Linked DNA regions of Urocitellus parryii: region 1 is linked to region 2. The links are chromatin contacts, called in public Hi-C maps. All regions are on one chromosome and are shown on one strand. The core of a region is the stretch at or near the end of the contact, and the rest is flanking DNA. Distances in the headings are between cores, read along the strand shown. Region 1 holds the start of Sun2 (Sad1 and UNC84 domain containing 2). Region 2 holds the start of Rpl3 (ribosomal protein L3).

Region 1 (6,333 bases), core at 988-3,487, 320 kb after region 2:
TCTGCAGTGGAGGGGTGGGAATGTGGTGAGGAAAGCACTGGGGAGCACCTTGGTGATGGGGAGTTGAGAGGGCCCCTCTCCTACTTGGATGCCGTGGCTAATCTGAGTTCTCACTTTATTTTTTTTAATCCATTAGTTCCAGGTGGAGTTAATTTAAGAAATGTAGTCCACTTCAACATCAGTAACTTAATAATCCACTATATGAAAATAGACATTCAGAATAAACAAAAATCACTTTTAATTTTAAATGCACTTGATAACATTTAACATGGATTAAAAGTAAGGATGCTGCAATAATCAGGGGTCTAAAGAAATTACATAAAAGAAATAAAAGGCTACTCCAAATTCTAGAAATAACATACCAGCCCTGATGAACAACTAAAGAATATTAAGTAAATATTAAGTGAATAACATTATTATATAATATTAAGTGAATAACAATGGCTATTATTACTCTGAGTACTTATCATTGACTTAACATTTTTTATTTGATAAAAAATTAGCAGGAAAATTACAAGAAAAGCTTAGAAAAGAAGTGAAACTGTACTTTTGCTGTTATTAATGTTGTTATATAACTTAAAAGTGTAAAAACTTAAGTAATATAATACTTTGATATGAGATAAGTGTAATAAAGAATAGCTTTTCCTCCAGATTAGCAATAACTACCCAGAAATACAAAACAAAAAATTTATAGTAGAAATATTAAATACAAAATAATTAAAAGGAGGAAAGACTATCAATACATGAAATGAAATTACTATAACATTTTCAGTTTACAGAATATTAATATATTAAGTTCCCCCTTTAATCTGCTGTTCAGTACATAATTAGAGAGCAGCCAGCCCTGATCCTCAGCAAGCTCCAGGTCTAAGCCCAGGAGCAACAATGGCATTGTCCTAAGGTACCCTAAGGGCAGATGACACCACCCTTTTCAGGTGGGACAATGGAAGCCCAGAAAGGGGGGCTGCTTTTATCCAGAGTTGGGCTGGAGCCAACTCAGCAGGAGACCCTGTTTCCTCTGTTCCCTACCCCAGCACCTTCCTGCACCAATGTCCACAATTTGGTCATCTGTCTTGTTTCCTCTCTGCATTTCAAAAAAAGTGAAACAGCAGCACTCAGTTTCATCTTAAAAGAGCTTGTACAGGGGCTGGGGTTGTGGCTCAGTGGCAGAGCGCTCATCCAGTACGTGGGAGGCCCTGGGTTCCACCCTCAGCACCACATAAAAATAAATAAATAAAATAAAGATATATACTAAAAAAAAAAAAAAAGAGCTTGTACAGGAAGTGTCTGTCCCCAGTTGTACACTTGTGGTATCTGTAGAGCTGGCAGGTGGGAGCCAAGAGGAAAGACCCCTGGAATCAGAGGGCACTGTTGCTCATTCAGGATCAAGCGCTCATTCCAGGTTGGAGAAAGGTGGAACAGGTACCAGCTCTGCCCTCTGGGGCACCAACCGTGGCAAGCTCCTTCCTTAAAACAGAAAAGCTGCTGTGAAACTCTGGGGCTCTGAAAGATGGGGAGCCTCCTGCTAGGCCTGGGATCCCAAAGCCAACGCTGAAACGGAAAAACAAAACAATAAAATGGGCTTGGACGTGGAGGGATCTTCTAGTCTCAAATTTGCTTCTTTCTGTGTGGTTTTATGCAAGAAACTCAATACTTCTATTAGCCTATTTCCTTGTCTTTAAAATGGGTGTAGAAACAGCTGGCGTTAAAATGGGTGTAGAAATAGCTGGCGAAGAGGACAATTACTCAAGTGCCCGGGCGTTTAGCAAGCCTTCCCTGACGACCTTTACACGGAACCTGCTCTGAGCTAACAGCGCCAGCTCCCAGGGCGGCCCGGAGCCAGGGTCTTCAGCCCCCACCATTCCCGCGGGCCATCTTCCCGGGCCTGTGCCTCTCCAAACCTAACGTCCCTAGGGCCCTGGCACCGCAAACAGGGAGGTGTTCGTGGAGTGAGGCGCACTCGGGGCGATCTCTGGCATTCTGGGCCCCCAGACCGCGACTTCCGTCCACAGACACCCGGGTGAGCCCCAGCCCCAGAGCGGGCTCCCACCGAGGGCTACCGAGGCCGGGTTTGCACCTGCCGGTGCCTCCCACGCGCGAACTGAGGGGCTGAGAGCGCAGAGCGGCCCGGCCCACGCGGAGGGCGGGGCGAGCCGGGGCCTTTGTGTTCAAACCAGCCAATGGGTGGCGACGGTGGGCGGAGACGGCCGGCGGAGTCTGGCCAATGAGCTTCGGCCTGTCAGCGTTGACTGACGGGCGCACACATACACACTCGGCCACGCGCGCGCCGCCCGGCCCCACTCGCGCAGCGCGGGCCTCCGCCGGCCGCATTGTCCGCTTGCCTGCCGGTCACCGTCCGGTCCCGCAACACTGCTCCGTACCCGCCGAAGCCCCGGGCCCCGCCGCTGTGTTGGACCTGCGCGGGGCGCCGCCCGCGAGATCCCGACGCAGGAAAGGGGCGCGCCCCGGCGGCGCGACGGGCCTCGGACGCCCGCGGCCCGGTACGGAGCAACCGCGGCAGCAGGTAACCAGGGTGGTGGGTCCGCCTACCCTCGGCCCTGGGCAGGGCTGACCGCCGAGCCACGGCCGGGTCGCTCCCGCCCGGGCAGAGCTGCCCGGCCTGCTTCTTCCTCTCGGGGCCGAGCTGGGCCAGGCTCCAACCCCGCCGGGCGCACGCCCCTGGGCTGTCGGGCAGCGCCGGCGTGGAGCCAAGGCCAGCGCCCTGACTCATCCTGCCCGCCGGCCCCCGCCCCCAGGGCTGGCCGCCCCACTGGTCAGCCGGGAGGGCGGTGTCTCCGGGCGGGACTTCCCCGCGCAGCCTCCCGGGAGGAGGAGAGCAGAGACCCGGCGGCCCCAAACCGGCCCAGGGCAGTGCCAGAGAGGCCAGGTCCAGGGACTGGCAGTTCCCGGCCTGTGACGCCTGTCAGAACTCTGGGAATAGGAAGGAGGCCGGTAGTGCTCGGTTCTAAAACAAAAACAAAACAGCCAGTGTGGGGGGCGGGGGCGGGGCGGGGTGTGACTTCAGTAAGCCCACCTTCTTCCCCGGTGCGGGTTGGGCGTGTGGGGCGTGAAGGGAGAGGACAGTGAGCGCCCCGAGCGCCTTGCGTCCCAGTGTAAATGGAGTGTGAATAAACAGAGGAGTGAAAACGTCAGGTGCAAGATGTCCCAGATCTAGGTTAAATCTCAAGATCGGATGGATATTGCCTTTTACATTTGTGATGGGGCAGAACTGAGAAAAGAATGTAATTCTGCTCAGAAGTGTGGAATGGAGTTTTATTTGAGGGCTTCTTAACTGGTTGTATAAGAGGGGAGCGTTGATAGGTAAAAGATTTGGACTCCTAGAGGCTCACCTCTCCTTTGGGAGGATGGGGTCTTAACCTTTTCTATCTTGTGAAATCCAAACTGAAGGGTAGAGTGTTCTGTGATGGCAGGAAAGGCTTGCAGTTTTTAGCTTTTAAGCGTGCCCCTTGCCTGGCATCAAAATGTGAAAATTCTTGCCAAGCAGAGTCTGGGTACTATATAAACATGTGGTTTTTTTTTTTTTTTTTTTTTTTTTTTTTTTTTTTTTAAAGAGAGAGTGAGAGAGGAGAGAGAGAGAGAGAGAGAGAGAGAGAGAGAGAGAGAGAGAATTTTTTTTTAATGTTTATTTTTTAGTTCTCCGCGGACACAACATCTTTGTTGGTATGTGGTGCTGAGGATCGAACTACCGCTTGAGCCACATCCCCAGCCCATAAACATGTGGTTTTGTGTCTGCCCCCGAGCTGGAGGCTTCACCCTGCAGCAGAGCAGGGGTTAAGAGGAGGAGCCCCTGTGAGCTGTCAGGTGGGGGAGGGCACTGTGGGGTGGAACTACCTTATAAGGAGTGGAATACAGCCCAGGACCCAGGCCAGCTTCCTGCTTTGGCTACTACCAGTTCGTTACTTTACCAACACCAGCCAAAGCCAGGGATGGTGCCAGATGGGCATCCCATCTGGGAAGATGCCCATTAGCCCAGACAGGAAGCTGCTTGTTTTTCAAAAGAGGAGGTCCTAACTGGACAGACCTGATCTTCTGGTTTACATAGTCAGAGTTGGGGTGTGTTAGTATATGCCCACCATGTGGCCCAGAGAACTAGTGATTTTGGTGTGAACCAGGAACATCAGAAGTGACAAAATGTCACAAGTACTATGAGCTGTCCAGTGGGTTTGGGATATTAACAGTTACTTTGTAGTCCTGCCTGCCAAGAGGCTATGTTGGAACTCCTCACTTCAGTAATCCAAGATTTGGAATCTGGGTGTCCAGAGCTGAGAGCCTTAATCTTGCTCATGTGGTGGAATGCCCTCTGGCCAGCCTTGCCACTTTGACCTCTTTTGTCCTCATTATCAGCTTCTGAGCCTTGCTTTCAGCCTCACGTGGCCCGAAAACTGGGACTGAATGTAATGCCATCCTGTGGTGCCACTTCCCCCAGTGTCGTTAGTTTGAATATTTGTTGTGTAATCATGCAGTTTACAGCCTGTTCTGAGTGTATATGGAGGTATAGAAGATTCTAGTTGGAAGACACAAAACATTCTTAAAATAACCTGCAAACTTTTTGGTGGAGTAGAAAGACCCAGGCCCTATGACCTGTCAGGTCTGAGCTCAGATCTTCTCTGTCACTTGTAAGCTGGGTGACCAGGGCAAGTTACCCATCATCTTAGCGTCCCAGGTTCCCCCCTTGATAGGTGGGAGTGATGATACCCACCTCCCTTGTGGGATCATAAAGGGAGACTGGTGCCAAGGAGGCATTTTTCAAAAAATCTTATCGTGTCACATCAGGAAGAGGGGCATGTCATGCCTGGAGAGGTGGAGCGTGAGCAGTCGCAATGTGGGAGGCTCTCTGGAGTGGGCTTTTTGGAGTCAGGAATGACCAGGGACTCAATAGTGTGGCTGAGGGGGAGCCCCCTCTGGAGGGAATCAGTGAGCCTGAAGCCAGACCCGCTCTAGGGAGAGGGGGCAGCTGGGCTGGAAGCGCCAGGGAGCCCCAGCACCTGGCTGGTGCCTGCCCTGTGCCAAGTTCTCTGCTGCATGTCGGAGGCTGAGGAGGCCCAGTTCTGGCTGTGTTCTGCCGAGCGTCAAGGAGGATCAAGGCAAACTGTACAAAAGGCATAAAGCCCTGTGGAAGTTACGGTGGAGGCCCCAGGACGCCCCAGGGAGCCCCGAGGCAGGGCACAGTGACCACTGTGTCTTGGCCACACTGCAGGGCCTTCGCCTGAATGCAGGAGGCTCTGTCCTTCGTGGTGAGACAGCGCCTGTTTCTCTTCCCCCAGGGACAGCCCTGAGTGTCACGTGCCATCCTTTCTTTCCCAAGACTTCTTCAAGGGACAGGCACATCCCCCCTCGCCATGTCCCGACGAAGCCAGCGCCTCACTCGCTACTCCCAGGGCGATGACGATGGCAGCAGCAGCAGTGGAGGGAGCTCGGTGGCAGGGAGCCGGAGTGCCCTGTTTAGGGACGGTCCTCTCAGGTAGGGCGCAAAGGGCTGCAAGGCCCTGTCCAGGGCGCGGCCCCCAGAGCAGGCAGCTCTTCCTGCTGCAACCTTCAGGGTGGCAGATGCCCATGTGTGTCAGGGGTTCTGCCCTCTCCACCCATGTGAGAGGTGCTGCTGCCCCGCTGGCTAGTAACAGGAAGTGGGGAGAGGCAGCTTCAAGCATAAGCCAGGCCGGAAACCCCAAAAGTGCAGGCAGGGCTCACAGCACCCCTCCACCCTGGAAGGGTGTGGCAGGCTGGCCATGCTTCTCGCACCCACACCCACGCGTCTCGCCACCTGCAGGGCCTCAGCAGCTGCCTGGCAACTCGGGAGCAATGACTGCCTGCCTCGTCCTGCCCCTTAGGGCCCCGAGGCTCTGGGCTGCTCTAGGAGGCCAGGCGGGGCCTGTCCGGTTTGGGGCGGGCTCAGGAAAGAACTTTGACTTTGAAGTTAGAGATCTGGCTCCGTTCTCACTGATGCACTTGCCTGTCTCCTGTGAAATTCAGAGCTAACAGGAGCAAAGACAGTACCTAGGGTTGGCTCGGTGGTAGAGTGCTTGCCCAACATGCTTGCCCCATTGCCAAAAAAAAAACAGGTGACAAAGACAGAAGGAAAAGACAACACCCGCATGAGTCGGCTGCCCCAGAACAAGGCTGACCCTGGGGAGAGGAGGCGCCAGGGCTGTGGCTTCGTCTGGAGTTCTGGCTGGGCTCACCACCCTGCTCCCTGCTTTCCCCTCATGGTTGTCCCCAGGACCGTGAAGAGGAAATCCAGCAACATGAAGCGCCTGTCCCCAGCACCACAGCTGGGACCCTCCTCTGACGCCCACACCTCCTACTACAGCGAGT
Region 2 (6,004 bases), core at 611-3,110:
GTACCTTTTCTCTCTCCATCGCGGACTCAGTCGCTTCAGCCCCATTTCTCGCAGGCAAGTGAGATAAGAAAGATCTCCGCAGACAAACGCGAACCGGACTCGTCCTGGCGCTGTAGTGAGAACTGCCGCTGAAGAGCACCTCCACACAGGACCGGCGCTGCCGCTGCCTTTCTAGAACCGTCCTCGGACTAACTCCAATTTACTTTTAGAATGGACTTGGTTCTTTCTTTTCTTCTCTCTCCCAGCTCCTCCCTAATCTCTACCCTCCCTAATCTCAGGGGAAATGGGATTCAAAAATTGGTAAGTTTTAAGTGGTCTTTACTATAGTGTATATACAGCACGCGCTAGCGCGCGCGCACACACACACACACACACATACACACACACACACACACACACACACACACTTTTTTTTTCCCCTGCTATTTACCCAAATAACAAGACTGGGGATTGAACCACCCATGGGGGCTCTACCACTGAACTAAAATCCAAACGCTTTTTATTTTTTGAGACAGGATCTCAATAAGCTGCCCAGGCTGGCCTCAAGCTTGTGCTCCTCCTGCACCAGCCTCTGAGGGCACCATAGGTGCTCCCCACCTCCCGAAGCAATAGTTGTTCTATTATATTACTTGCTAGGGTTGATAATCTCACAATGCTCAATTGATGTTAAACTTTACCAAAGGGATGTGTTTGTGTGTGTATGTGTGTGTGTGTATCATATGTAGATGAAAAACATGGTGTATACAGCATTCAGTGCTATCTGCAGCCTCAGACAAGGGAGAGGAATGTCTTGGAATATTATCTCCCTCAGATAAAAAGCAACTATAGGGAGTCACATTTCTCTGTAGAGTGCAGAGAGGATAAATAACACAGTACACAGTATGTGCATCATATTAACTTTCTTTCTTTTTCCCCTGGGTACTGGGGATTGAACCCAGGGGCACTGGCTGGCTTTGAACTCGCGATCCTCCTGCCTCGGCCTCCCTCAGCCTCTGCAGTCTAGGATTATAGGCATGCGCCCTCGCGCCTGGCCTCATGTTTCCTTTCGAAAGATCCAAAATGTGCTGGATTTCAAAACACCACTGACTCCAACGATTTCCAGTAATAGATTGAGGACCTATCAAATGCTGCCTCTCAGGGACGCTGTGAGGGTTAAATGAGAGAATGGTTTTCACCCCACCGTGGGTGCCAAGGCCGTGCCCAGGATCACGACGCCCGGGTGGGAAGGAGGAGGTCGGGGCACGAGCGAGGCCAGGCGGCAGCCTCGGGGGTAATGCGGAACCTCAGGTTCCTGGGAAGATCTGGAGGGCAGGACCCGAGGTCGTGGCGCGGGCTCGGGACGCGGAACCCTGCAGCTGGATACCAGAACGACCCAGGCAGGGCTTGAGGGAGCTCGCGAAAGCCGTGCAACTAGCTCACCCCATCGAGCTGCTTCTTCAACTCCGAAACAAAATGGCAACAACGCCCATGTGGTTAGGCTTAAAACTGGCTATCACATGTGAAAGAAGCCTACAGCGGGGTTATTCAACCCCCGACGACTACAGCCATTTTTCTCTCTCATAAAGTTTGGCTGCTGCAGAACACCGTAGACCTGTCGCAGTCCGCGCGGTCACCCAGCGTTTCAGTATCTTTTTAATGAGTCTGAACTCTTCCGCTCGCCGTAGGGCCTCTAAGTAGATTTTTTTTTTTTTTTTTTTCTGAAACCTGCGTCCTCTCAGAATTTACGCTAGGTGTGGGAAAGCGTGCGTGGAAGTGGCGCCCCGTACGCCCCTCCAACCCGACGTCCGCCGCGGGCGCGCGCTCGCACGCCGGAAGGGGCGGAGACAAGAGGCTCTTTATATATCGTGTACCAAGGCCCAATCGGCCTCTACCGGCGGGATTTGGCGGCGCGATGGTGAGTTTCTTAATGGCGTCTTTGCTCTAGGCTTCAAAGTCGGCGTGGTGGAATCCGCCGCGCATCGTCGCCATCTCGGCTTGGCCGGTCCCGGGAGCTCGTTCTGAGAGCGCAGGGGATACAGTAGGGACTGCAGTGAGGCCTATTTTTCTGGAAACTCGCGAGGCCTGTGGGGAAGGGAGTTATGGAGGAATACCCTGGGATTTCGAGTCGGCCACCGAGCGGCCTTGGGGCGAAAGCTGGCCTGGACGCCCAATTGAAGCCGTAGATGGTTTCTGGGCTCCGACCTCGCCAGATTTTAGCGATAGTTGTTATTAATCCTCAAGAGCAATTTGCCGGGCCAGGAGGGCCTTGAGTGGGACGCCCGGTGTTCTGGTAAACGGGGGCCTGCGCATGCGCGAGGGGAGTCTATTGGCAAGAGTTTTAAAGGGTCCCTTTGGAAATACCTTGGTGCAACTTGAAGGCCTCTAGACTCGCCAGAAACCTCACATGATGAACTTATTGACGGGCGGACAGAATCTGTGTGCTGATTGTCATGTTCTGATTTGGCTCTGTGAGTCCTGTTGGCCTACTGTGTACCACGCTGGCTCTGTCCCAGGGGCCGGAGAGTACTATGGTACCATTATTAGTGACCAGCTATTGTCCCGTGAGTCGCTCCACTGGTGAGAATCTTGATGACAAATCATCTGTTAACATGGTTTTTAATATTCTAGTTCTCTTAGAGCACATAGGATGACCTTGTTTCTTGTAAAAATAGTTCCCAATCAACATTCAGAAGGAGGCAGTGTGTTGTGGGTGATCCTGGTCTTGCTGGGTGTCTAGTTAAGAGTCAACATTGTGGGATGAGTGTGCTGGGGCACATTGGTAATCCCAGCCACTCTGGAGGCTGACACAGGAGGAGCAAAAGTTCTAGGGCAGCCTCCGTGTCTTAGCGAGACCCTGAGCAACTTCCACCCTTTCTTGGGATAAAAAATGAAAATGCTGGGGATGTGGGTTCAATCCTTGGTACCAAAAAAAAGAGAAACTCGTGGTTGAGTATTGGGAAGCAGTGAAATGAGAGCTGCCTCTTGTTTGGGTGCTGATATATATATATATATATATATATATATATATATATATAAAATTTTTTCCCCCCCAGTCTCACAGGAAATTCTCCGCTCCCAGACATGGATCCTTAGGCTTCTTGCCTCGAAAGCGTAGCAGCAGGCATCGAGGGAAGGTGAAGAGCTTCCCAAAGGATGACCCTTCAAAGCCTGTCCACCTCACAGCCTTTTTGGGCTATAAGGCTGGCATGACTCACATTGTCCGGGAAGTTGATAGGCCAGGATCCAGTACGTACATGCTACTGTGTCGTCTAAGTTGGGGGATGGGAGTGTTGAATTTTAGGACTGATGTTTAAGTATACTTATGGAGGCATGGAACATGCTGAGTAAATTTGTGAAGAGCCACAACATAGTGATAACTTGGTGACCTTTCACTATCAAGGCTGGAATATACACTGCCTTTATTTACACTTGGTTGGCCCACAGCACTAGCTTTTAGCACTTAGTTTATATTGTCTACCTGAGTAAATTTAGATCTGTTATTACATACCATTGTACTTGGGACTCTTGTCCAGGCCACAGATTTGTCTGTTCCTAGAGATTGCTTAGGTTTCTAGAGAGAACTGAAGCCGTATTAGAGTCCTGATGTTGGGTTTAAGTTAAATGTAAACACTTGAAGGAGAAGGTTGTGTGTGGCCACCTTGTGTCTGCATTCGTGTCAGCTCACTCCTGTCCTATTTTCTGCCTTCAGAGGTGAACAAGAAGGAGGTTGTGGAGGCTGTGACCATAGTGGAGACACCGCCCATGGTGGTTGTAGGCATTGTGGGCTACGTGGAAACCCCTAGAGGCCTCCGAACCTTCAAGACCATCTTTGCTGAGCATATCAGTGATGAGTGCAAAAGGCGCTTCTATAAGAACTGGTAAGAGCCAGAACATGCAGTTCCAGCATTGGGCTGCAGAGCAGGGAGACCCTGTACAGAGCCTGAATTCTAGTGGTGGGAAGCTGTTGTCTCCTTTTTAAGTTGGCCTCTTAAATAGAACCAAACCTGGAGGTCAACTTTAGCAGCACTGGTTCTTGATCTAAGAACTAGCATCTTAATTCTGGTCAGCCTAGTCCAATTGGTTGACTGTGTTCCTTTGGCTGTTTGTAACTCCCCAAAACAGGAAAGATAAGGCAGTGGTAGTGTTGGGTTCTAGCCCTGGCTTAGCACCCTGGTTTCTTAATAGTAACTGAGAATAGTACCTGCTAAGGTAAAGAGAAGGAGCTTTCTGGTACCCTGGAGCAAGAATAGTGCTTTGAATACCCGTGACTTATATTAACCTTGTTGGACCTCTGCTTAGCTCCGCTCGGCTCTGCCCGATGAGCTTCATCCAGGCTCCGCTTGCCGGTGGAAAAGGCTCCTTAGAAGCCGGCAATGAGCCCCATCCCCTGGTGGTGCCAGTATGCCTTCCGCTCACCCCTCGAGGGTGATGAAGGTCTGCGCCCGGCCCCTTCCCCAACTCTGCTCTGCTCCTGAAGGCATAAATCTAAGAAGAAGGCCTTTACCAAATACTGCAAGAAGTGGCAGGATGACATGGGCAAGAAGCAACTGGAGAAGGACTTCAATAGCATGAAGAAATATTGCCAGGTCATCCGCATTATCGCCCACACCCAGGTAAGCATGTGCTGTGTCATCTTGTTGGTGATGTACCTGATCAAGTAAGACTTTATTTTTCATGCTGGGGATTGAACCCTGGGCCCCTTGCATGGTGGGCAAGCACGGAAGGGTTTGAGTCTTCCAGAAAAGTGCTGCTCAGATGTAAGCTCACAAGGGTTTTGTGCCCAACCAGGATTGGTTGAGTTTAAGACTCAGATTCCTTATGAGGGCCCCTCAAGGACATATGGTATCCTCAGGAGGGTCCCTATATGCGTAGGTCTCTCTCTTTCCAGCAGAGGGCACTGTGTCCTCACTGCGAGTGAGGAAACCATACCTCATTTGGGAAATCCCCTTTCAAATTTGTTGACCCAACTGGTTAAGTTAGTTGTGAAATGCTGCATTGATGTGAACTGAGTGGGCCTTTTGTTGGCTTGGTAAAATAGGCACCTCTTGTCTAGTGCGGTCCTAGCTTCAGGGCCTCTATAGCCCTGTGAGGTTAGAGATCACTAGATGGGTGAATGGATGGATGGTAGAGGGTTTTTTTTTGTACTGGGATTGAACCAGGAGACTACCACAGAGCCACATCCCCAGCTCTCTTGGAGACAGTGTCTTGGCTAAGTTCCCCAGGCTAACCATGAACATGGGATCTCCTGCCATAAGGAGTAACTAGGACTATAGGAATGTGAGGCCAAGCTTAGCTGGGGTACAGGATAAGCACCTTTACCAGCAACCCTCAGCTTGTGCTTCGGTGCATTTTTTTCTAACCCTTAACACCTTATGTAGGTTTTTGTTTGTTTTTTTGGCACTGGGGATGGAACCCAGGGCCTTGCGCACTAGCCAGCTACTCCTATACTGAGCCACACTCCTGCTGTCTGCTGTTTACCAGGCCTTCCTGTCCAAATCAACTTTGTTAGTAGAGTAAGGGTAGATGAACTGGCTAAAAAGACAGTAACGGGGACAGGGCTGTCAGCCTCCGTTGATCTACCAGAGGGACTCCGGGCCTGAGCTGAGCTGTGCCTGCTCTTTCCTAGATGCGGCTGCTTCCTCTGCGCCAGAAGAAAGCCCACCTGATGGAGATCCAGGTGAATGGAGGCACCGTGGCTGAGAAACTGGACTGGGCCCGGGAGAGGCTAGAGCAGCAGGTCCCAGTGAACCAGGTGTTTGGGCAGGATGAGATGATTGACGTCATAGGAGTGACCAAGGGCAAAGGCTACAAAGGTAAGCTGTGCAGAGGCTCACGTTGTTGTGCTGAGCCTGGGGGGAGGTAGCGTCAGGCCCAGCTGTTCTGTGATGAAGCCTGGAATGTGCGCTGGGCACAGCGCCCGAGTCAGACTGAGGAACCATTCCCTGTTGCCTTCCTTCTGAGAACAGCCCTGTGGTCAGCCTGGCTGGGGTTTTGCCCTTGGGCACTCCCAGCAGGAAAGGGCCAG

The links. A called contact is a pair of places that touch in the nucleus more often than the background predicts.
Region 1: a Hi-C map of liver shows a contact between it and region 2, with 4 times the contacts expected there. The contact joins the promoter of Sun2 here to the promoter of Rpl3 in region 2. A contact is called at or near these places in 2 of 2 Hi-C or Micro-C datasets (liver and muscle).

Annotation. Positions count from the first base shown.
Region 1 is chr5:9,645,295-9,651,627 of mUroPar1.hap1, forward strand. Sun2 (Sad1 and UNC84 domain containing 2) reads left to right here and starts at 2,238. Exons shown (of 18, transcript XM_026411449.2): 1 at 2,238-2,524; 2 at 5,327-5,482; 3 at 6,239-6,333. The coding sequence starts at 5,361.
Region 2 is chr5:9,320,700-9,326,703 of mUroPar1.hap1, forward strand. Rpl3 (ribosomal protein L3) reads left to right here and starts at 1,861. Exons shown (of 10, transcript XM_026411463.2): 1 at 1,861-1,894; 2 at 3,033-3,225; 3 at 3,689-3,857; 4 at 4,457-4,592; 5 at 5,606-5,792. The coding sequence starts at 1,892. It overlaps LOC113198679 (small nucleolar RNA SNORD43), which reads left to right and starts at 2,379; the gene lies at 2,379-2,442. LOC113198682 (small nucleolar RNA U82P) reads left to right here and starts at 4,402; the gene lies at 4,402-4,456. It overlaps LOC113198680 (small nucleolar RNA U83B), which reads left to right and starts at 5,854; the gene lies at 5,854-5,946. It also overlaps the pseudogene LOC113198655.